Regions from separate parts of the Sus scrofa genome. Here all the other regions are linked to region 5. Evidence: chromatin contacts called from public HiChIP or PLAC-seq and promoter capture Hi-C data. All regions are on one chromosome and are shown on one strand. The core of a region is the stretch at or near the end of the contact, and the rest is flanking DNA. Distances in the headings are between cores, read along the strand shown.

Region 1 (4,427 bases), core at 257-2,756, 320 kb after region 5:
TGAGGGAAAAAAAAAAGGTGGGTCAACTCAAAGAAAAATATCAAGGGAATAATAGTACAGGTGGTTTACAGATACACCTGAAGTAAAAAAAAATATCTAAGGTGTGAGAAATTGCTGGCACAACTTAAAAGCACTGATTCTGGATTCAATAAGCATCAGATCTGAATCCCACTTTGTGAATTTGAGCAAGTGACTTCCCCTTTCTGAGCCTAAGGGTAACATACCAACTTCACAAAGTAGCTGAGAGGATTCCATGACATAACACATAAACCAGCACCCTTCAGGTAAATACTCAGCATACAGTACCCCAGCCTCCATATGATACTTCACCTTACTCCCATCACCTAAAATGCATTCCATTTGCCCCTTATAAGATGTGATTAATTTATTCTTCCTCTGCAAACTGATTTGTGGTTTTACATTAAGTGGCTTTGGAGCCAGAGAGACCTGGGAACTAGCCTCACCACTGCCACTTCCTACATGCATGACTCTAGGCCTCACTTTCCTCCTTATACCATAAGGATAACGAGAACTTCCTGTCGCTCAAAGCTCTGTCATGAGACCAGCGCCGTTAGCATCACTGGGAATTTGCTAAAAATGCATAGCTGCTTCCGCACACTGTCTCCCCATTAGAATCGGAATTTTAACAATGTCTCCAGGTAATTCGTACACACATTAAAGTTTAAGAAGCTCCAACATAAAGTGATTAAAAAAGCTCAGGACACAACAAGGGCTGATAGAGGTGATTATCACCTTGCCTGTGCAAACTAATTAGCTCTGTGACCTGAGGCAGGTTTAAGAAATGCCTCTGTTTCCCCAACCCTAAAATGGGGTAAACAGCAGAACACATTTCAAAGGATTGTTGGCAGTGGCGTTGGTGGTATAGTGGTGAGCACAGCTGCCTTCCAAAGGATCGCTGGGAGGACTAAACGAGTTAACCAATGTTTAGCGCTTAACACAGCGCCCAGAACCCAGCAAGGGCTCCATAAATGCTTGCTAGAACGTCAATACTAATTGTCCCAGTTATTCACGTTATTTGCCTCACTGCCTGCTACCGACAGAGGCCGCACTTGCAGCGCCTTGAGCCTCCCAAGCAGAACCAGATCCACACATGAGAGCTCAAGCAGGGACCGACCGCTTGAGCTCCCAGGCCTCCCAGGCCTCCCAGTTCCCAGGACCGCGTCAGGAGGCCTTGGGGCGGCTCCCACGCCCGCCCGGGAGCCCCGTGCCCACACTCACGCTCTCCAGCACGTCATAATTGGCTTTGATCTGCGCCTCGATCTCCTCCTTGCGCCGTATCAGCGCCTGAATGTCGCTTACAGTCACCCCGCTGGCCTCCGGGGAACCTCCGCTCTGCCTAGCCTCCTGCTCCGACATTGTGGACCTCGGTCCGGGATCCTGGACAGCCGGTTTTCCGGCTGCGAACGCCCGAGGAGACTGTAGCTACGGCTCCACCGGCGGGCCAAAACACCACCGCCATTCGCAGGCGCCAGGAAAAGAGGGGCGTGGCTTGTCAGAGGGCGGTGCCACCGGAAGCCACACCCTGCTGGAACACTTGGTACTGTGGTGACTAGTGGAGTGTGGGTATGACTGGTGGCTGTGGTATATGTCAGCAGCTGCAGCTCCAATTCAGCCCCTAGCCCCAGGACTTACAGATGCTGCAGGTGCTACAATAATAATAATAATTTATCAAATACTCATAATGCATCACACACTGTCCATATGTATTAATCAACAAACTCATAAAACCAGGATTATTATTATTACCCTCATTTGACAGCTGAAAAAACTATCTCAATAACCCACTTGCCCAACTAGCAAAATAAGCAGCCCAAATTTGAACCCAGCTTAATCAAACGGTGACATCTTTTTTTTTTTTTTTTTTTTTTTTTTGTCTTTTGTTGTTGTTGTTGCTATTTCTTTGGCCGCTCCCGCAGCATATGGAGGTTCCCAGGCTAGGGGTCTAATCAGAGCTGTAGCCACTGGCCTACGCCAGAGCCACAGCAACGCGGGATCCGAGCCGCGTCTGCAACCTACACCACAGCTCACGGCAATGCTGGATCCTTAACCCACTGAGCAAGGCCAGGGACCGAACCCGCAACCTCATGGTTCCTAGTCGGATTCGTTAACCACTGCGCCACGACGGGAACTCCCAAACGGTGACATCTTAACATGTGCCTCCTAATATGTTGCCCTGAATAGGACACAGCATCACTATGTAGCAGTCAAACATGTTTGTCCTGAATCCAATCATGAAAAACAGACAAACCCAATTTGAGAGACATTCCAAACAACTGACCTAAGCTCTTCAAAAAGGTCGTTATTGTGAAATTTCCACACAGAAGTTAGGCAATTGCCTAGATTAAAGACTAAAGAGGAGTTCCCTGGTGGCTCAATGGGTTAAGGATCCAGTGTTGTCACTGCTGTAGCTCGGGTTTTATCCCTTGCCCAGGAACTTCTGAATGCCATTGTTCACAAAAAACAAAACAAAAGACTAAAGAGACATAACAATTAACTAATTAAATGCAACATGTGATCCTTGATTGGATCCTGGTTCCCTCAAAAAAAAAAAACAAACTATAAAAGACATCTTTGGGACAACTGGGGAAATTTGAATATGGATAATATAGTACCAAAGTTAAATTTCCTGATTTTGATACCTGTAGTTATTTAAGATGATGTCCTTAGAATGACCTCTGTAGTATTTAGGGGCAAAAGAAGCAACTTACTTTCAAATGGTTTGGAAAAAAGTCCATACATATATTTGCAGACAAGAGAATGAAAATGTAAATATGACAGTGTAAATAATTGGTGTCTCCGGGTGAAACATAGAGGAACATTCTTTGTACTATCATTGCAACTTTTCTGTAAATTTGAAATTATTTCAAAATAAAAAGTTGCTAAAATAATCTTTACACACACAAAAAAATAGCACTGATTACATTAGGCCTCTTATATTTTGTTCAATTATCTCTTTTATATAAACTAAAATTTCTAACATTGACACCAAAAAAAAAGAAACAAAAAGACACAATAAATAAATGCAATGCATGATCCTTGATTGAATTTTTTTTTTTTTGTCTTTCTGCTATTTCTTTGGGCCACTCCCACAGCATATGGAGGTTCCCAGGCTAGGGGTCGAATCGGAGCTGTAGCCACCGGCCTACGCCAGAGCCACAGCAACGTGGGATCCCGAGCCGCGTCTGCAACCTACACCACAGCTCATGGCAACGCCGGATCGTTAACCCACTGAGCAAGGGCAGGGACCGAACCCGCAACCTCATGGTTCCTAGTCAGATTTGTTAACCACTGCGCCATGACGGGAACTCCCTTGATTGAATTTTTAATAAAAAGTATCAGCTTTAGGAGTTCCCTGGTGGCCTAGCAGTTAAGGATGAGGTTCCATCCATGACCTGGGAACTTCTGCATGCCACCGAGGCCAAAAAAAGGGGGAGAAAAAGTAGCAGCTTTAAAACACATTATGGGGACAAGTGCTAAAGTTTGAATATGAACTTTTTATTATAGTGTATCGACGTTAACTTTCCTCAGTAAGATAATAGTATTGTGATTATATAAGGAAAACTCCTTATTCAAAGAAGACAAATGCTGAACTGTTTAGAGCTGCAATGTCAGGATGTATGAAACAAATTTGTAAGTAGTTCAGGAAAAAAGCTATATACACACACATATAAAAAATAGAGGAGGGAAAAAAAAGAAGCAAAATGTAAAAAGAGTTAAAACTCAGTGAGGGTGTATGGGTGCTCATGGAAACTATATTGCAACACTTTTGAGGTTTGAAATTTTTCCAGATATAAAGAAAAGACTCTTTTTCCAGATAAAAAGAGAAGATTCTCACCTATACAGTCAGAAACCAGAGTTATTGTTTAAGTCACTAGATTATGTTGTTACTGTCAATGTTATTATTATAATGAACCTAGATCCTGTCCCTTCTACTGCCTTCATAGCACTCAAAGCCACTCCATCACCTCCACCTCTACTCTTACCCCACCAGACTTCAGAGACCTCAGAACTTGTCTCAGGTCCTAGCTACTCCTTTATCCATTCTCCACACAGCAGCCAGAATAACCTACCCAAAGACTAACACTCTCACTTTGCTGCTTAAAAGCTTGCAATGGAACCTTCCAGCACCTTTCTCTCTCTCTCTCTCTCTCTCTCCTTTTTAGGGCTGCATTGCAGCATGTGGAAGTTCCCTGGCTAGGGGTCAAATCAGAGCTACAACTAGAGGCCCATGCCACAGCCACAGCAACATCAGATCCAAGCCAAATCTATAACCTACACTGCAGCTTTCGGCAATGCCAGATCCTTAACCCACTGAGCAAGGCCAGGGATTGAACTCACATCTTCATGGATATTAGTTAGATTCTTAACCCACTGAGCCACAACGGGAACTCCCAGCACCTTCTCTT
Region 2 (4,373 bases), core at 824-3,323, 460 kb after region 5:
CCTCATTCAAGGCAGAGCCAAGGAAAGGATTTAGGAACAACAAAAGCTCCACACAGCAAAACTCTTCACTCACTCCAGATCCTAATAACCTCCACGGCTGCACAGCTGGACATAACTTGAGAACCCAGCAAGACAAAGCACTGACTTCCCTGGTGGCTCAGGTGGTTAGGGATTCAGCACTGTCACTGCTGTGGCTTGGGTCACTGCTGTGGTGAAGGTTTGATACCTGGCGTGGGAACTTCCACATGCTGTGGCTGAGTCTTTCTTGATGGGAATAAAGCCAGAAGGGTCCCTTGGGAACTGGGTGGGAACTAAGCCCTGGACCTGAAGGAAAGGACACAAATCCACACATGCTGGACAGGATAAGAAAGGTCATGGCTCAGCGGAAATGAATTTGACTAGCAACCATGAGGATTCAGGTTTGATCCTCAGCCTCGCTCAGTAGGTTAAGAATCTGGCATTGCTGTGAGCTGTGGTGTAGGTCACAGACCCGGCTCAGATTCCAAGTTGCTGTGGCTGTGGTGTAGGCCAGCAGCTGTAGCTCCGATTCAACTCCTAGCCTGGGAACCTTCATATGCTGTGGGTGTGGCCCTAAAAAGACAAAAAAAAAAAAATGCGTACCTTTCTGGATCTGGTCCCTTACTCTCTGAGCATGCCTCAAACAGTACCCTTCCTTCTCAATCTCTTCAGCAACCCTCTCTCTATTCATCAGGACCTAGAAAGACTCATCACAGACACCCTTGCCAATCTCCCTGCTCCCTCCTCTGGACACAGTAAGAGGCCAACCAACTGCAGGTAAGAGCTACATGGACAGGAAATGTCACTGCTCCAGCTGAGGCTAGGAAGGAGTGGGCTGCTGGTGCTCCACATGATTTCAGGCAAACAGAGCCCAATTCTGGAGAAAACAAACACAATCCAGTAGCTCCGGAGGGAACAGCCCCATCTCCAAAAACTGCCCAGACATCCCTCTTGGCCAACCCCAAGGTTTCTTAAGGTGTCTCTGGTTAGCAGAAAAGGTGGCTGAGGCCTCTGTGAACCTCCTATCAGGCCATACTCTCAAGGGGCCTCTCTTACACCCACCCTCACCCCACCCAGTATAAGACCCTGGGCCAAAGGGGTGAGAGCTGAGCCCTCTATCACTTAGGGAAGCAACCTAGGTCAGAACTGACAGATGTCATCCACAACGCCAAACTCGGCCTGTAGCAGCGTCAGAGAGACAGACACAGACACAGGAGCCCCAAAGACTGAGAACAGGGTCTCTCACCCTTACGCAAAGCTTGTGGGTTCAAGGTGAATGGCTCCCAAGCACATCTACCAAAATAGAGTTGCAGAGGACCGGGCTGCCCCGCCAGAGTAAAGGGGGACCTCAGCTGCCAAAACAGCTGGTGGGCGGCAGTGAGGTTTGGGGAGACCCTGGGGGAGATGGGGGCTGGGCTTGCACTTTGAGTCCCGGCACATACCTGTCCCCTCAGGCCTCCCCAACATGGACACGCCTGGAACTTCCCCTCAGAGGCCACCGACCAACTTTCTACAGCGAAGGAGGTGTACGGAGCAAAGAGCCGGTGCGAGGGCGGGGGAATCCAGGGCTTCGACCCGGCGCCCCAGGTGGATGAAGAAATGAAGTCCAGGGAGACGAGAGGGAGCTGGCCCACGAGGACCACCAGCCCCCAGGGCCTAGCCGGGGAAACCCTCTGGGCCCTGCTGGTTCCCCCTGTCCTGGCTGGCGAAGCAGGAAGGGGAATACACTACACGTCAGGTAGCAGTTTCGGGACCAGGTGGCCCGGTCCTACCTGCAGTTCCTGAAATTCTCCCTCCAGCTCATGCCACTCGCGCTCGCAACGCTCCAGCTGGCCGGACATGGTGCAGCGGTGCGAGGCGGCGGCGGTGGCTCCCGCAGCGTGGCGCGGCGGGCCACCAGCACCTCACGCCAGTCCGCTCGCCGGCCGCCTTCAGAGGCACCAGCTGTTCCTGCGCAGCCGGAGCCACGCGCGCACCTGACGTCACAGCCCCCGCCCCGGCTCCCGCCCCACCCCCTCTCCGGGAGGCAAGCCCCGGGCATGCGCACGCACCTCCTCCGGCTCCGCCCCCGCACGCCGCGCGCCTGCCGGGCGATTGCTGTAGCTTTGCAGGATTTGGCACACTCTGCAGCTACCCCCTTGGGAATGCTTCTCCGCCTCCAGAATCTCTCTGGCCTGGTTCTGGGCCGGGTGTGTGTGTCTTGTCCGCAAGCCGCATTCATAGAGCTTATTTTACTTAGATCGCGTGTATTTGAAGGGCTAGGGTCGAAAGGGAAAAAGGAAACGGGAGAAGTGAAAGGTCACCACCCCTTGGCATTGCCTTCACTGAGCCAAAGCCAACGACAGCCTATAATTCTAGAACTGATATTGACCGTCCAGCAAGGTCGCCAGGCAGCGCAGGGCAGCGCCCTGTCATCTCGTATTGTCATTATTTACTGCAACTAATACATCCTAGATCCTGCCCTCTAAGACTCTGGGTCACTCTCTTGACAGCTGTTTCTGTCAATCAAACAACACAACCATCTCAATGCTAACTGAATCCAAATTCCGTCCTCAGCACGATCCTGCAAGATTTATCCCTGCCTAGCTTTCCAGTGACATTTCCTTTCTCACCCACCCTAGATCAATACTCTCCAGCCACATTTTTTTCTTCCTGCCCTTGCCTGGAACAGTTTTCCCTCTAAATGTTCATATGGTTGCCTTTTTCTCATCATTCTAGCCTTAGGTCAAATAATACCTGTATTAGTTTCCTAGGGCTGCCCTAACCACAAACTGGATGATGTCCCACAAACTGAGTGGCTTAAACAGAAATGTATTCTCTCACAGTTCTGGAGGCTAGAAGTGAGAAATCAAATCGGCAAGGTCATGCTCCCTCTGAGACTCTGGGTAGAATCTTTCCTTGGTTCTTCATAGCTTAAGGTGGTGGCCATCAATTCTTAGCATTCCCTGGCTCTCACTTCACCTCTCCAATCTCTGTCTCTCTTTACATGGCCTCCTTCCCTGTGTGTCTGTCTCTGTGAGTCCTTTCCTCTTATAAGGACACAAATCTCCTTGGATTAAGAGTTCACCCGACTCCAGCATGAACTCATCTCAGTTTAACTAATTATATTTGCAAAGACTGTAGTTCCAAACAAGGTCACTTCTGGTATCCTCTTGTGGTGCAGCAGGTTAAGGATCAGGTGTTGCAGCAGCTCAGGTCATTTCTGTGGCTTGGGTTCAAGTCCCTGGCCCCAGGAACTTCCACATGCTGCAGGCATTGGCAAACAAAACAAAACAAAAACAAATAAGGTCACTCCTGATGTAGTGGGTATTACGATTTCGACATATCTTTCTGAGGGACACAGTCAACCTGTAACAACCTCTGGAAAAACAAACAAACAAAAAAAAAAACCTTTTCCTGAACACCCAGAGGTTCAAGTCTCCTCTCAGTCACTTATATATTATCTGTTTCATTTCCTTCTTCTTCTTCTTCCTTTTTTTTTTTTTTTTTTTTTTTTTTTGTCTTTTTGCCTTTTCTAGGGCCGCTCCCACAGCATATGGAGGTTCCCAGGCTAGGGATCTCATTGGAGCTGTAGCCACCGGCCTACACCAGAGCCACAGCAATGCAGAATCTGAGCCACATCTTCAACCTACACCACAGCTCACAGCAACACCGGATCCTTAACCCACTGAGTGAGGCCAGGGACCGAACCCACAACTTCATGACTCCTAGTCGGATTCCTTAACCACTGCACCACGACGGAAACGCCCTCATTTCCTTCTTAAAAGTTACCACTATATGAAGGTGTTTGTCTCCGTGCTGTATGTTTCCCTCCATGATTGTGTAATCTTCATGAGACCTTAGGGATCTCATTTCTGTCTTGGTTGTCACTGGATCCCCAGGGCAAATACTTGGTGATGGAATAAAAATTAAAGATCATATACTACAGAGGTCCTCAATTTTGGGGGGTTCACAGATGCCTCTAAGAACTCTAAATGGAGAGTATGCACATAAGCACACAGAAAAATACTGGCAATTCCCCCCCCCCTTTTTTTTTTTTTTGGTCTGGCCATGCCTATGGCATGTGGAAGGTCTTGGGGCCAGGGATCAAACCTTTGCCAAAGCAGCAACCTGAGGCACTGCAGTGACAATGCTGGATCCTTAACCTGCTGAGCCAGAGAGGAACTCCGGCAATCCTTAACAGAGGCAAGAAAAAGAACATGGCTTACTCAAGATTCCCAGCTAATTTTTTTTTTAATTTCTTCTAGCCATGCCCAAGGCATATGGAAGTTCCCAGGCCAGGGATCAAATCTGAGCAGGAGCTTCGACCTACATCACAGCTGTGGCAACTCCAGGTCCTTGAACCACTGTGCCAC
Region 3 (3,892 bases), core at 100-2,599, 290 kb after region 5:
GCAACTCAGGTCACTGCGGAGGTACAGGTTCAATCCCAGGCCAGGTGCACTTGGTTAAGAACTCGGCATTGCCACAGCTGAGGCTCAGATTCAATCCCTGGCCCAGGAGCTTCCATATACCATGGGTAAGGCCATTTAAAAAAAAAAAAATGCGGAGTTCCCTTCATGGTGCAGTGAAAACGAATCTGACTAGGGACCATGAGGTTGCAGGTTCGATCCCTGGGCTCACTCAGTGGGTTAAGTATCCAGTGTTACGGTGAGCTGTGGTATAGGTCACAGACACGGCTCAGATCTGGCGTGGCTCTGGCGTAGGTCAGCTGCTACAGCTCTGATTCGACCCCTAGCCTGGGAGCTTCCATATGCCACGGGTGTGGCCCCAAAAAGACAAAAAAATAGTAATAATAATAATTGCCGGGGCCTCGTCTTTCTAGGAACAACTTTAAAGCCAGCTAAATCATTTTAAATATATTCATATTTCCACAAGCAGCAAAATGATAGCCCAGGCATTAGCAACAAACCGAATACTATGAATAAGGGAAGAAGCAGGTAGCTTAGGGGGTAAAAGTGTGGGCTTTCCAGTCAGCCTCTCCTAGCACTGAATCCCAGCTCCATCACTCAGCTGCTCTGTGACCACAAGCAAGTCACTTTAGCCCTCGGAGTTTCAATTTTCTCACAGGAAAAATAAAAACGATAACCCTGAGTTCTGGGGTTGCTGTGAAGATGAGAGAGATGACATGTGCAAAATGCTCAACACCGCTGCAACACAGAGTGCTAAAGAAATGCCAGCAATTGCTTAGAAAGTTTAAAAGACTTCTAACACATCCTCTCGTTTACTCCTTACAGCAAATTTGAGCCAAGCTCTGGGAGGTGACTTACCCAAGATCAAACAGCTATGAGCAAACCTCTCCCACGCTCAGTTCAGCCATTTGAAAAATTATTGCTATGATTTCAAGTCCAGGGCTCTTAGCACAGACTCTTTCGACTGTCAAACTCTGCCAATGACTCTTGCTGAAGGGGTGGCGGAGGCGGCAGAGGTGGGCTAGAGGGAGGGTGGCTCTTCCTCCAGCTCAAGTCTCCCTGGAAATGCCCCAGGCCCGGCGCAGGTTGAGTGAGAGCCCCCCGTATTCCCACGGAGGCCCCGCTCTAGACTCACCGAGTGCCGCGACCCTGTTCCTCAAAAGCCGAAGTCTTCCGCGGCCTGGACAATTCGTCCACCTCCCGGCCCCTAGGGGCAGCTGCTTTCTCCTCCACGTGCTCCCTAGTTACGGTTGCCACCCAAGCCCCGTCCCCATGGTGACCGCCGCCGCCGCCGCCGCCGCGGGCGACGGGCCGTAAAGCGAGAGGGCTGGACAGTGGTCACGTGTCCGGAAAGCGGCGAGAACGGGTCCGCACGCCGCCTGCCGGTCCCCGCAGAGACAGGCGCCGCCGCGACTTCGGCGTGAAAATTGGCTGCCTTTCCTCCCCTCCCATTCTCTCCAGTTTTTCCCATGGTGCCCCCCGCCGCCCCCGCCGAGACGCCGCAGCGGCCAATCCTAGCAATTCTGCCTTTCTGAAGGCTTGACAAAATTAAGTACGAACTGTTTGGTAGAATTCTCTTGTCAAAAACAAACTAAATTTCCCGGTCTCATAGATGCGGCACCCATCTGTCCAACACCGCTTCACCCGGGGAACTACACGCTGTGTAGAAAATTACAGTTGGTTGGGATTAAATACTACACAGGTTACATTGGCTTGCGGTTTTTATCACAAAGGGTTTCTGCCAAACTAGTGTGGTTAAATCTATTAGGATGATTCCACCGCAGATTGACTCCACTAGAATCTCACAAAGTCAGCCCACCTGCGTAGCCATTCTGTGATTTCCGAAGGGAGACGTAGGAAACCATCCAAAAGCACTGATGCAAAATGCTGTGCTGCTAGCATCTTAGGATATGAATGATTCTCCCCTTCCCACCTCCGTACCCCAATGCTGGGTTGATTCATTTGCATACATCTCAAAAAGCAAAAAGGATTACTGGATGCGACAAGTTGTGTTTATTATAGTCTAGGGCTTAGAAAAATCGGTTTGAAAACACTTGGAATTAGAACAATTTAAACAGCAAACATTGGTCAACACAGCACATCTATGGCTACAAAGGGGGTATAGACATGGATGTTTGACTGGAGTACACAGCTGGGAGGAATACACTCAACAGGAAGGCTTTCCAGTTGGGCATGAGTACCCACAGCTAGTACAGCCCAGTACTGACTCCTGTCAGGGCAAGCTGGTATCTGTGTCCAACCCAAGCAAATCCAGTCACAGGGAACCCAGGCATGCCTCAGCAGAATAGGTCAGATGCCCCCTGAAAACAGAAAGTGATCTCCAAGAACTGTGGAAATAAACACTGTGATACAGTGCAGAGAGAAAGTAAGACAGGGTGTCACTAGGAATCACGGAAACTCATTTTGCCGCGTTAAAGAGAGAAAATAAAAGGAAGGAGGAATTAAGAGTTTTCAAGAATACAGGTCAGCATGCACTGCTGGTTCCCATCAGCAGTGTCAATGGACCTCAGCAGTCTACAAAACAGTGCTGAGTGTGGCCAAGGAGGTTCAAGTACAGAAAGTCAAATTAGAAGCAAACTTGCCTGGTCTTTTATTCCAGAAGTGGAAGGAGTTTGCTGCCCTCTGGTGGGTTACAGAAGAAGAAGCTAACACCGTCCTGGGCTACCAGGGGTGCATCCTGGTGTGTGTGTGCGTGTGCGTGTGCGTGTGCTTTTTAGGGCAGCACCTGTGACATATGAAGGTTCCTAGGCTAGGGGTCCAATTAGAGATACAACTGCTGGCCTACACCACGGCCACAGCAACATCAGATCTGAGCCACGTCTGTGACCTGCACCACAGCTCACAGCAATGCCGGATCCTTGACCAACTGAGCGAGGCCAGGGATCGAACCCGAAACCTCATAGATCCTAGTTGTATTCGTTTCTACTGCGCCACAATGGGAACTCCTCTCTATTCTTTTTTTAATTTTTTTTTTTTTTTTTTTTTTTTTTTTTTTTTTTTTTTTTGGCCACAGCAATGACTCAAGCCACAGAAGTGACAACACCAGATGCTTAACCCACTAAGCCACATGGGAACTCCTAGCTTTCCCTATTATTAAAGGGAGCAGTTGTGACCCTGGAAGCCCAACTGCTGAGGATGCAATATCTGTATCCAGAGTAGCAATGGTACAATGCAAACTCAGACACAGTGCAGCCTGTCTGGAAATCCCATTCCCTAAAGGATGGTGTTTCTGAGATGTCGTTGGTCAAATCCTGACTTTAGCACAACTGTTGGTTTGTTCTGCCCAACTTGCTATGAAGATAACCTAACTTTCATCTGAGCTTTGACTTGAGAGGTCCAAAGACAATTCAGCTGAGGTGATAACATGGTCATATCAGTACTGTAAAATGGTGTTTATTTGAGAAAAAAAACCAAAATTTCTATAAGAATAAAATCATATCAGCACCTGCCAGGATAACTCCAGCCCACTTGCTCACAATCCAGAGGACTCTTATTTAGGGGCATGGCCTGATTTGCAAAAGATGCTAAATACAAATCAAGTTTTTAACAATGCCTTAATCCTGAGAGGTTTCATTGGGAGGCCACAGCATTTCCACCACCTAGTTCAGGCTTCCAGTCTCTTCCAGATCCTTAAGCTTCAGGGAAAGAAGAAGAGGAGGAAATGCCCACTAGACCAAGTCTGGGCAACGGAAGATGCTTTCCTGTTTCTGTTCCCCAGGGACAATCATCTTTGCAAAGGAATAATGTTGCAGCTGGAAGGAAAAAAGAAAAGGAACGTGGTAAGTTTCATTCTTTTAAAGTAAATGCCCAGTTAACAAAAGAACCAGACCGACCAGGGCTCCCTCCTCCTCCA
Region 4 (4,052 bases), core at 519-3,018, 260 kb before region 5:
CTCCCAGCCCCTTTGTTGGGCTGCTCCCTTGCATGTTATTCTCCCTTAAATATCATCCTTGAAACTCTCATCAGGTGTCTCTGGATCTCCTTGCCCCGCCCCCACCCCCCCCCCCCCCCCCCGGCTGTGCCCCCAAGTGTCCCTCCTAGTCTCCCTCAAGGATCTGGGCATTCTGTTCTCCCTAGTTCCTAGGCTAGGGGTTGAATTGGAGCTACAGCTGCCAACCTACACCACAGCCACAGCAACGCAGGATCTGAGCCTTTTCTGTGACCTACACCACAGCTCACAGCAACGCCAGATCCTTAACCCACTAAGTGAGGCCAGAGACTGAACCAGCATCCTCACTGACACTAGTTGGGTGCTTAACCCACTGAGCACAATGGGAACGCCCAAGAAAAGAGTTCTTAATAGAAGTGTAAACAGGAGTACAGAAACAACGCATATTAGAATAAACAAGAGCTTTAATGGCTATGTTTGGGTGGTAGTTGGGAGGAGATGGGAAGGAAAGGTTGGAGTGAAAATTTTCATGGGTCTCAGTGTCCTATCTCTGTAAAAATAGTTAAATAGTGTCAGCCTCCCAGGTCTGTCACACTCAACTCTTTCAACAACTGTTTATTGAATGCCTAATACATACCAGTCACTGTTCTAGGAGCTGAGAATACAGTATGAAATTTATATTCTCACAGGAAGGACATACAAAAATAAAATATACTGCGGTATTGAGTAGGCAATGAAGAGTGAATGAATCACTCTTTTAATCTACACAACAACCCACTTTACAGCTGAGAAACATGAGTCAGGGACTAAGTAAATGGCCAAGGTCACCTAAAGCGAATTGATGATGTAGCTATACTCATCTGCGAATTTGTAGACTCAAATTCACACCAGCTGTTAACTATTATACTGCATAATTACAAAGAGTGTACAAAAGAAGGGGGGGAGGAACGCCTAAGAAGGACCTGTTTGGCAACTGTAGACATGTGGGCAGAGACCCTAATACCAAGAAGTCAACTATGCAAAGCTCAGGGGGAACAAAGATGCAGGCCCGGTGCAAAGGCTCAGAGGATGGACTGAGTTTGGGGCGGCTGCCAGGCCTGAGCAAGAATGGAAAAGTGCGGGAACTAGATAGGTGGAGCTAAGTGAATCCCCAATCTCAAGACTGGGTTAAATCCTCAGTGCTAGGGAGGGAAAGATGACCAGGAACGTGATTTTATTAACGATTTGAGATTACACTGGCTGCCGGGTGAAAAGATGAACGAATTAGGCAAAAACAGTTTCAGCAAGGCCTTCAGGCCGTAAATGCTCTCAGCTGGACACCGGGGCCAGCAAGAACCCAATCTCTCTCCCGCCAGCGTCTAGTGGGGAAAACACCCCGGACTGAGCTGAGGCCTCTGCTACTTCAACATAAGCCCACCCCCCGCAAGCTACAACAGCGCGGTTCCCCCTCCTCACCCGCAATTGAAGAAACTAAAGAACAGTCAAGTTTACAGCCCCTCTTCGGACACCCACAGCGGCTCCTAGACGCGTCAGGGCCCATCCCACAGGTTTAAATTGGCGGGAGATCACCAAGCCCAACCCCTTTTACGGCAGCCAGCGGAGGCCAAGATTGCTTAAGAATCGAAATAGGAAGTCGCCCCACCCTAAATTCCACCGGTTCCGAGAACCAGGAAACTGCATTCTAGGGTGTGTTCTTGGCCCCGCCCCATCCCTGGCCTTACACGCCCCCTTCAAAAGAACAACCAATCACCGTTGAACAGCGTTGCTACAGAAACTCATCACCACCCCTTTTCCTCCCAGCAGGCTGTGCGACGCGCCGGGCCTTAGCCCGTTTGTGCCATCCGGGTCTCTCGTTCGAGCGATTCAGTCTGTGGCGAATCGTCTAGGCGGCCGGTACTGTGGAAAGCGGCAAGTGGAGGCGCCGCTCCAGCGGCCAGGACTGTGGACTATGGCGGTAGGTGCCGAATCTGAGTTTAAAGTCAGGGATGTTTCTCTGCTACTGTCCGAAGAAGGGATGAAGGGCTCCCAGAGCTGTTGTCCGAGCTTGTGTGTGGACAAAATGGCGCCGCGGCCTTCTTCTGCGCCCGCCATCATGGCTGCCTCCTTTAGGGAGGGGGAAGTGAGGCGGTGTCGTTGGGGGTGGGGAGCCGCAGGGAGTGTCTTTTTTTTCCAGAACTTTCCTCATCTCTTTCCCAGCTGTGTGTTCTTTTTGGCCCACCGAACTGACTGCAGTTTAGCTTAGTCTAGTGATTTATATTGAATTTTGTTAGGGCTTAGGCATTTATATGTTCGCGGTGGGACCTGGAGTCGTCCGTGAAAAGTGTTGGGTCATAAAGGCGGTGCCTGTAAGGGATAGAAACGTGGGGGGCGAGCGGTCTTGTAGCGTTTTTGTTTTTAGTTTTTTCCTTTTTTGCCTGAGTGCTAGGAGGCGATTCCAGTTGCATAATTTCCGTTAGTGTTCCATCTGTGTACTTTAGTTTATTCCTTAGCAGCTAGATAACGTGTTTCTGGAAGGGAGTAAAAATTCGATTTAATTAAGAGAAGATTTTGGCACTACGAATTCTGATTGATGCTCTGTTTCCGAAGTGGCTTTCGATGCAGTCATTTTGAAGTCTGAGAAACATAATCCAGCCCTGTCGCTGACGTTGTTACTTTAAACTTAAGAGTTCTTCATTGGCCCATTTAATTTTAAATGGAGAGTACGGTTCTTAAATCACCACTTTCGAAAAATAAACCTTCTTTGGGTATAAGATGTCCAGTCCTGATAGATCACATTATTGTGTGATTACTTCCTTTTACTTATCCTGTTAAAAGAAAAATGCGAGAATTTTGTATTCTTTTTCCATTGACTAAAAAGTTGTATTTTCTTGTTTTTGGAAATGAAGCATAAGTAAAACCTTGTAGCTCATCCTAATCACTGGAGTACCTGGAATTTAGAAATCATGGAAGATCCTCCCTCCTCCCATGCCCAGTTGATTTGATTTAGAACCCCTTTTTTTATTAACCGATTTAGAACTAGTTTGAAATCGCTTGGCAGGCTATTTGTGCAGCTAGTCGATGGGGTGTTTTTCTTTGTTTAAATCGTGTTTGGGGCCTCTTAATCTACTTTAAAGAATAGTATTATTTTATTTGGGCTCAAATATTTTTTAAAAACAGTTCAAACATTTGTTTCTGCAGTGCCTCCTTCAGTAAAAAAAAATCCCCTGGAGAAGTGGCCTACTATTAAATCCAGTGTACCTTCTTTGCACTGGAAAGAGATTCCTATGCTATGTCTTGAGTGTTATCAGGGTTTTAAAGAAGACGTAATTTTTTTAAAAACATGGTGTTTTTCTAATAGAGCACATGCTGGAATGGAGAGCATTTTTGCATTTAGCCTTTAAGATTTGCTTGTAGGTCCTTCCTCAGTTGAAATCTTAGGCATTTTCAAAGAAGTTTTCATACTTAATCGATTTTACCTGGATACTTTTTGATATGCTACCATAAGTAATAAAAGTCTTGCTTGGGCTAAGTGGCCACTTATTCATGTCTTTTTAGTGATATAGTGGTTTTTGTTTTCCTATAGTATTTCTTAACAGATGAAAATGTTTAGTGTAAGTTATTGCAGAGTGCTTTCTCCTAAGTCAAGAGTATTTGACTTCCCTATTTCGGGGCTTCTGTGATGTTAAGCATGTAGTTAAAGTATTAACTGAAAACTTAACTGACTGGGCTAGTCGCTGACATTTCCATGGGAAGGTTTTTGACTCTAGTCATGATGTCTGTAAAAGTGAATGGAGATATGCTGGTGATTCAGGAAAGCTGCATCTGTTGGGCAGAAAAGTGGCCTGCCCAGAGATGATAACAGTGCATAACGTTTTTGCTACTCTTTTGCTAAGTGTAACTTTACCAACACATAGTCTTTGTAGTCCTTAAGAATAGTGGTGAGAACAAGAATGAAAGAAAAATGACCAATGTTAGTTTTGAAAATCAAAGTCATCTTTAGTTGTGTGATACAGTATCGTGTATTAATAGTAGAAAGCGAGCGGTTCCCTTCGTGGTTCAGATTCTGACTAGTATCC
Region 5 (4,286 bases), core at 216-2,715:
GAGGGACCGTGGAGCTGCCCTGGTGGAGGAGCCGTTCAAACTTTGTTGAGTGAGTGAAATGGGGAGAGGGGGATGCTGGTGGCTGGCATTGAGGGGAGCTGGGCAGGGCAGCAGTGGAGGTAAAGAACTGGTTTGTGATTGTTACCATCTGATTCCATCTGTGGTGGAAGAGATGGGGCTGGAGCAGGTGCACAAGAGCCCGATGGGGAAGGAGATGAGCCCAGAATCCAATTGATACCCACCTCTTGGCACTCTGATCCTGGCTGGCCAGAAGGGCAAGCATGCCTGGCCACAAAGCAGGGATCCTCAGACTCGTGTGTACTAATAAGCCTTGGGGCTAGAGGTATTGCAGGGGGGGCTGCTTTCTTTTCTTCCCCTCCCAAGCAGTGCCGACAGCCAGGGGTGCAGCTTGAGTGATGGCAAAAGCAAGCTTTATTCCACCAGCCCATTAGCAGCACTCACAACATTAAAAATGCAGGAGGTGGATGGGAAGAGAAGGCTGAGGATGAAGACCAGTGCAGCGGCGGCGGGGGGTGGGGGGGGGCTGGTAACAACCAGGCTTCTCTCCTCTAAGCCCAGGTCCAGGTCGGGAGCAGAAGAATGAGGGGAACTTTCAGTTTAAAAGAATTCTGTAGTGTAAATACAGTGTCCAGTGATTGCTATGAAGAAAATCAGCACTTTGGGTTTTCTTCACCTTAAGAAAAGTGTTTACTCTTTAGAGGGCCGGGACCTAGTCTAGCCCCCTGTATCCTCAGTGCCTAAACAGTGCCTGGCTCAGCAGCGCTTGTTCAGTGTCCAGCAGAGGGTGGGCAAGGGAGGGAACCATCCTCTTTGCGTGCTCAGGGTCTCCCGGGTGCCCCTGCCCGCAGGTCCTCGGGCCTCCCGCGCAGGGCGATGCCGGCCTCGTCCACCATCCACGTGCTGCAGCTGCTGCGAGAGCTGCTGGCCTTCGTGCTCCTCAGCTACACCGTGCTCATCGGGGCGCTGCTACTGGCCGGTTGGACCACCTACTTCCTGGTGCTGAAGTGACAGCGCCGCATCCCAGCTCCCCGCCCCTCCCGCCCCCAGTCGCCTACGCCACCCTTCCCCCCCACCCCCACCCCCGCCGTCCCGGAGCTGCTCGTTCTGTGGCCTCTGTCCTGCCGGACCCGCAAGGCTGACTAACGAGAGAATCCTCCGCCTCACGGCCGGGCCGGGGCTGCCTCTCGAGGAGAAGCCCCGGGCCCCGATTCAACCACCCCTCAGGACAGCCGACTTCGCTCCGTCTGCTCCGTGCCCTCAGGCCCAGAGTCCGCCCAGCCAGAAGCGGAAGCTCGGGCGGTTGGGTGTTCTGCGAGGCCGTTACAGCCGTTACCCTCAGCCCCGCCCTTTCCTCCCCGTCTGTCCAATCCCGACTGCGTCACGGGGTGGGGGCGTGACCATGGGCCCAGGCCCACCCAAGTAGCGCCCGCGCCCCGCCCCCGGCTCACGAGGTGGCGTCACTTCCGACGTGTGCGTCCGGCGTCCGCCTTCCGCGGGATGGCGGCTCTGCGGAGTTGGCTGTCGCGGAACGTAGCTTTCTTCTTCAGGTACCGCTACGGTTGTATAGGAGGTCAGGGTCGAACCAAGAGAGTTGATGCTGAGAGCGCCGTGACCGACCGCAGCCCCGGCCCTACGGGCGAGCAGTTTCCTTTTCGGCCGAGCGGGTCACGGCGTCCCGCCTCTCTCGGCCGAAGACGTCCCGCCTCTGCCCGGGTCCGGAGGTCTCCCGCTTGCTGGGCTAGGCCCGGGCTTCCTCTCTTCCCGGCGGCTTTTTCGTCATTCCACCTACTGAAAGCGAATTTCCCCAACCTTGGGCTTTCTTTTAGGGGGCTCAAGGTTTGCCCGCGAAGTGACTCCCGTTGGCGCATCGAAGTCAATGGGGAGAGTAGAGGGAGAGCCCCGGGCAGGCGGCAGACCTGGAGGAAGTTTTCCCTGAGGGCAGAGGAACCCCAGGAACAGAGTCTCCCTGCGAGTCCTGTTCCCTACGGCCTCTAGGCTCCTCTCTCAGTGCCTGCGAGCTCCAGGTGTTGTGTCTCAGGGAGCATGAGACACCTTGCAGCCTAGGGTAGAGGACCAGACTTAATCTTCCCTGTAGAAAGCATTTTAGTATGAGATTTTTAAAAGCTTTGAGACACCTTTTAAACGTTCACACCTGGTACCTCTTAAACTCTGAAATCTTTCAGCCCGCATTCCCGCACGGTCATGGTTCTCAGGAGCCAAGTAGCGGTTGCTGATTTCTGCGAGTCCGGGCCTTTCCTGTCCACCACCCTCCCCTTCCCACGGAAGGCCATCCTACATCGTCATTTAAGTTCCACCGTGGCCCGAGTTTGAGTTTCCAACCCCTGCAGATAAATTGAAAAGATTTTTACAGATTGGTGGTTGTGCGGGCTCCTGCCATGGCACGGTGGGTTAAGAATCCGACTGCTGCAGCTCAGGTTGCTGCGGAGGCACGAGTTCAATCCTTGGCCCAGAAACTTACATATGCCACAGATGTGGCCATTTAAAAAAAAACAAAACAAAAACAAAACAGATCGGTGGTTGTGCCTTATTAAATTTGACTTCTGTTTCTAGGTACAGACAATGTGTTCCAGTCGTGGCTAACCTTAAGAAGCGCTGTTTCTCAGAACTGATAAGACCATGGCACAAAACTGTGGTGGTTGGACTTGGGGTAACCCTTTGTGCAGTTCCTATTGCACAGGTAAACTGTCTTGTCACTCAGTGTTTCTTGTTTTAGTGTATTGTGTCTTCTTGAAGTCTCAAGTGGGCACTGAAACATCTAACTAGCTCTCATGGTTTTACCCATGCATCCCATACATCCCCATGTGATCATATACTTTCTTCTATACCAGCATCATCTTTTAGAGTTGAGCTAATGTTATATTAATATTTTCATTTTGATAGTTTCATTTGGTAGGAACAATATGTCAAGTTCACCAAATTTTATAAAGAGGGAAGAAAGGAAAGAGCATATGACAGTATCAGCAAAATAGTCTTTCAACAAAAATTTATTGGGCACCTTTTTTTTTTTTTTTTTTGGCCTTGTGAGGCATGTGGAAGTTCCTGGGCCAGAGACTGAACCTGAGCCACATCAGTGCAACCTTGAATCCTAAACTACTAGGCCACCAGGGAACTCCTATTGGGCAAGTTTTACGTGCCCTGCATTGAGACCGTAAGAGCACATCAAAGTTTCTGCTTTCATAAAGCTTAACATTTTGGAGACAAGGAAAAGGAGAAAGTGGAATGAGAGAGAAACAGTAATAGATGAGGCCAGAGAGTTACCTGAAGACCAAAATGTACTTTGATTTTTATACTTTGTGGGCCATTGTAAAGCTTTGGATTTTATCATGGAAAAGAATCCACAGAGGATTTTAACATGAAATTATGTTCTGGGAGTCCCTGTTGTGGTTCAGTGGTAACTGACCTGACTAATATCCATGAGGATGCTGCTTTGCCTCACACAGTGGATCAGGGATTCGGTGTTGCCATGAGCTGTGGTGTAAGTTGTAGGCACAGCTCAGATCTAGCATTGCTGTGGCTGTGGTGTAGGCTGGCAGCTGTAGCTCCACTTTCGACCCCTAACCTGGAAACTTGTATTTGCTTCAGGTGCAGCCCTAAAAATCAAAACAAAGGGTTATTATGATCTGACATAGGTTTGTTTGTTTGTTTGTTTGTTTTGTCTTCTTGGGCCACACCAGCAGCATATGGAGGTTCCCAGGCTAGGGGCTAAATCAAAGCTATAGCCTGAATCAGAGCCACAGCAATGCAGGATCTGAGCCATATCTTCGACCTACACCACAGCTCACAGCAACACCAGGTCCTTAACCCTGAGGAAGGCAAGGCCAGGGATCGAACCCTCGTCTTCATGGATGCTAGTTGGTTTTTTAACCACTGAGTCACGATGGGAACTCCTGACATAAGGTTTTATTTATTTATTTATGGGGTTTTTTTTGGCTTTTCTGGGGCTGCTCCCGCGGCATATGGAGGTTCCCAGGCTAGGCTCCTTATGGTTCCTAGTTGGATTCGTTAACCACTGCACCACAGCGGGAACTCCCTGACATAAGTTTTTAAAGGTTGCTATGTGAAACTTAAAAAAAACCAAGGAGTCCAGACATGAAGAGGTCGTAGGCTTGGAAGTGGGCTGAAAGTGGTCAGGAGTTGCTGATGGGTTAGATGTACATAAATTAGGTTATATACTTAATGTAAGTTAGATTCCAGAGCTTTTAAAAGGCCTAAACAACGAAAGAATGGTGTTGCCACATATCCAG

Evidence for each region. Promoter capture Hi-C pulls out the DNA fragments that hold promoters and counts their contacts. HiChIP or PLAC-seq counts read pairs in DNA pulled down with a chosen protein or histone mark.
Region 1: a contact with region 5 is called in an H3K27ac HiChIP or PLAC-seq map of skeletal muscle, with 3 times the contacts expected there. The contact joins the promoter of PSMD9 here to the promoter of DIABLO in region 5. A contact is called at or near these places in 1 of 5 promoter capture datasets (liver) and 2 of 2 datasets of contacts at active chromatin or transcription factors (alveolar macrophages and skeletal muscle).
Region 2: a promoter capture Hi-C map of liver shows a contact between it and region 5, with 2.6 times the contacts expected there. The contact joins the promoter of TMEM120B here to the promoter of DIABLO in region 5. A contact is called at or near these places in 1 of 5 promoter capture datasets (liver) and 1 of 2 datasets of contacts at active chromatin or transcription factors (alveolar macrophages).
Region 3: a contact with region 5 is called in an H3K27ac HiChIP or PLAC-seq map of skeletal muscle, with 4 times the contacts expected there. The contact joins the promoter of WDR66 here to the promoter of DIABLO in region 5. A contact is called at or near these places in 1 of 5 promoter capture datasets (fetal skeletal muscle) and 2 of 2 datasets of contacts at active chromatin or transcription factors (alveolar macrophages and skeletal muscle).
Region 4: an H3K27ac HiChIP or PLAC-seq map of alveolar macrophages shows a contact between it and region 5. The contact joins the promoter of RSRC2 here to the promoter of DIABLO in region 5. A contact is called at or near these places in 1 of 5 promoter capture datasets (liver), 1 of 47 Hi-C or Micro-C datasets (brain) and 1 of 2 datasets of contacts at active chromatin or transcription factors (alveolar macrophages).

Annotation. Positions count from the first base shown.
Region 1 is chr14:30,820,629-30,825,055 of Sscrofa11.1, forward strand. It overlaps PSMD9 (26S proteasome non-ATPase regulatory subunit 9), which reads right to left and starts at 1,507. Exons shown (of 6, transcript XM_003132874.5): 1 at 1,240-1,507. The coding sequence starts at 1,377.
Region 2 is chr14:30,955,277-30,959,649 of Sscrofa11.1, forward strand. TMEM120B (transmembrane protein 120B) reads right to left here and starts at 2,074. Exons shown (of 13, transcript XM_021073234.1): 1 at 1,791-2,074. The coding sequence starts at 2,059.
Region 3 is chr14:30,791,513-30,795,404 of Sscrofa11.1, forward strand. WDR66 (cilia- and flagella-associated protein 251) reads right to left here and starts at 1,350. Exons shown (of 23, transcript XM_013982831.2): 1 at 1,154-1,350. PSMD9 (26S proteasome non-ATPase regulatory subunit 9) reads right to left here. Exons shown (of 6, transcript XM_003132874.5): 6 at 2,009-3,791. The coding sequence ends at 3,764.
Region 4 is chr14:30,240,295-30,244,346 of Sscrofa11.1, forward strand. It overlaps RSRC2 (arginine/serine-rich coiled-coil protein 2), which reads left to right and starts at 1,769. Exons shown (of 10, transcript XM_013982805.2): 1 at 1,769-1,951. The coding sequence starts at 1,946. KNTC1 (kinetochore-associated protein 1) reads right to left here and starts at 1,694. Exons shown (of 65, transcript XR_002338925.1): 1 at 1,453-1,694.
Region 5 is chr14:30,497,420-30,501,705 of Sscrofa11.1, forward strand. It overlaps DIABLO (diablo, IAP-binding mitochondrial protein), which reads left to right and starts at 1,466. Exons shown (of 6, transcript NM_001190216.1): 1 at 1,466-1,568; 2 at 2,593-2,719. The coding sequence starts at 1,519.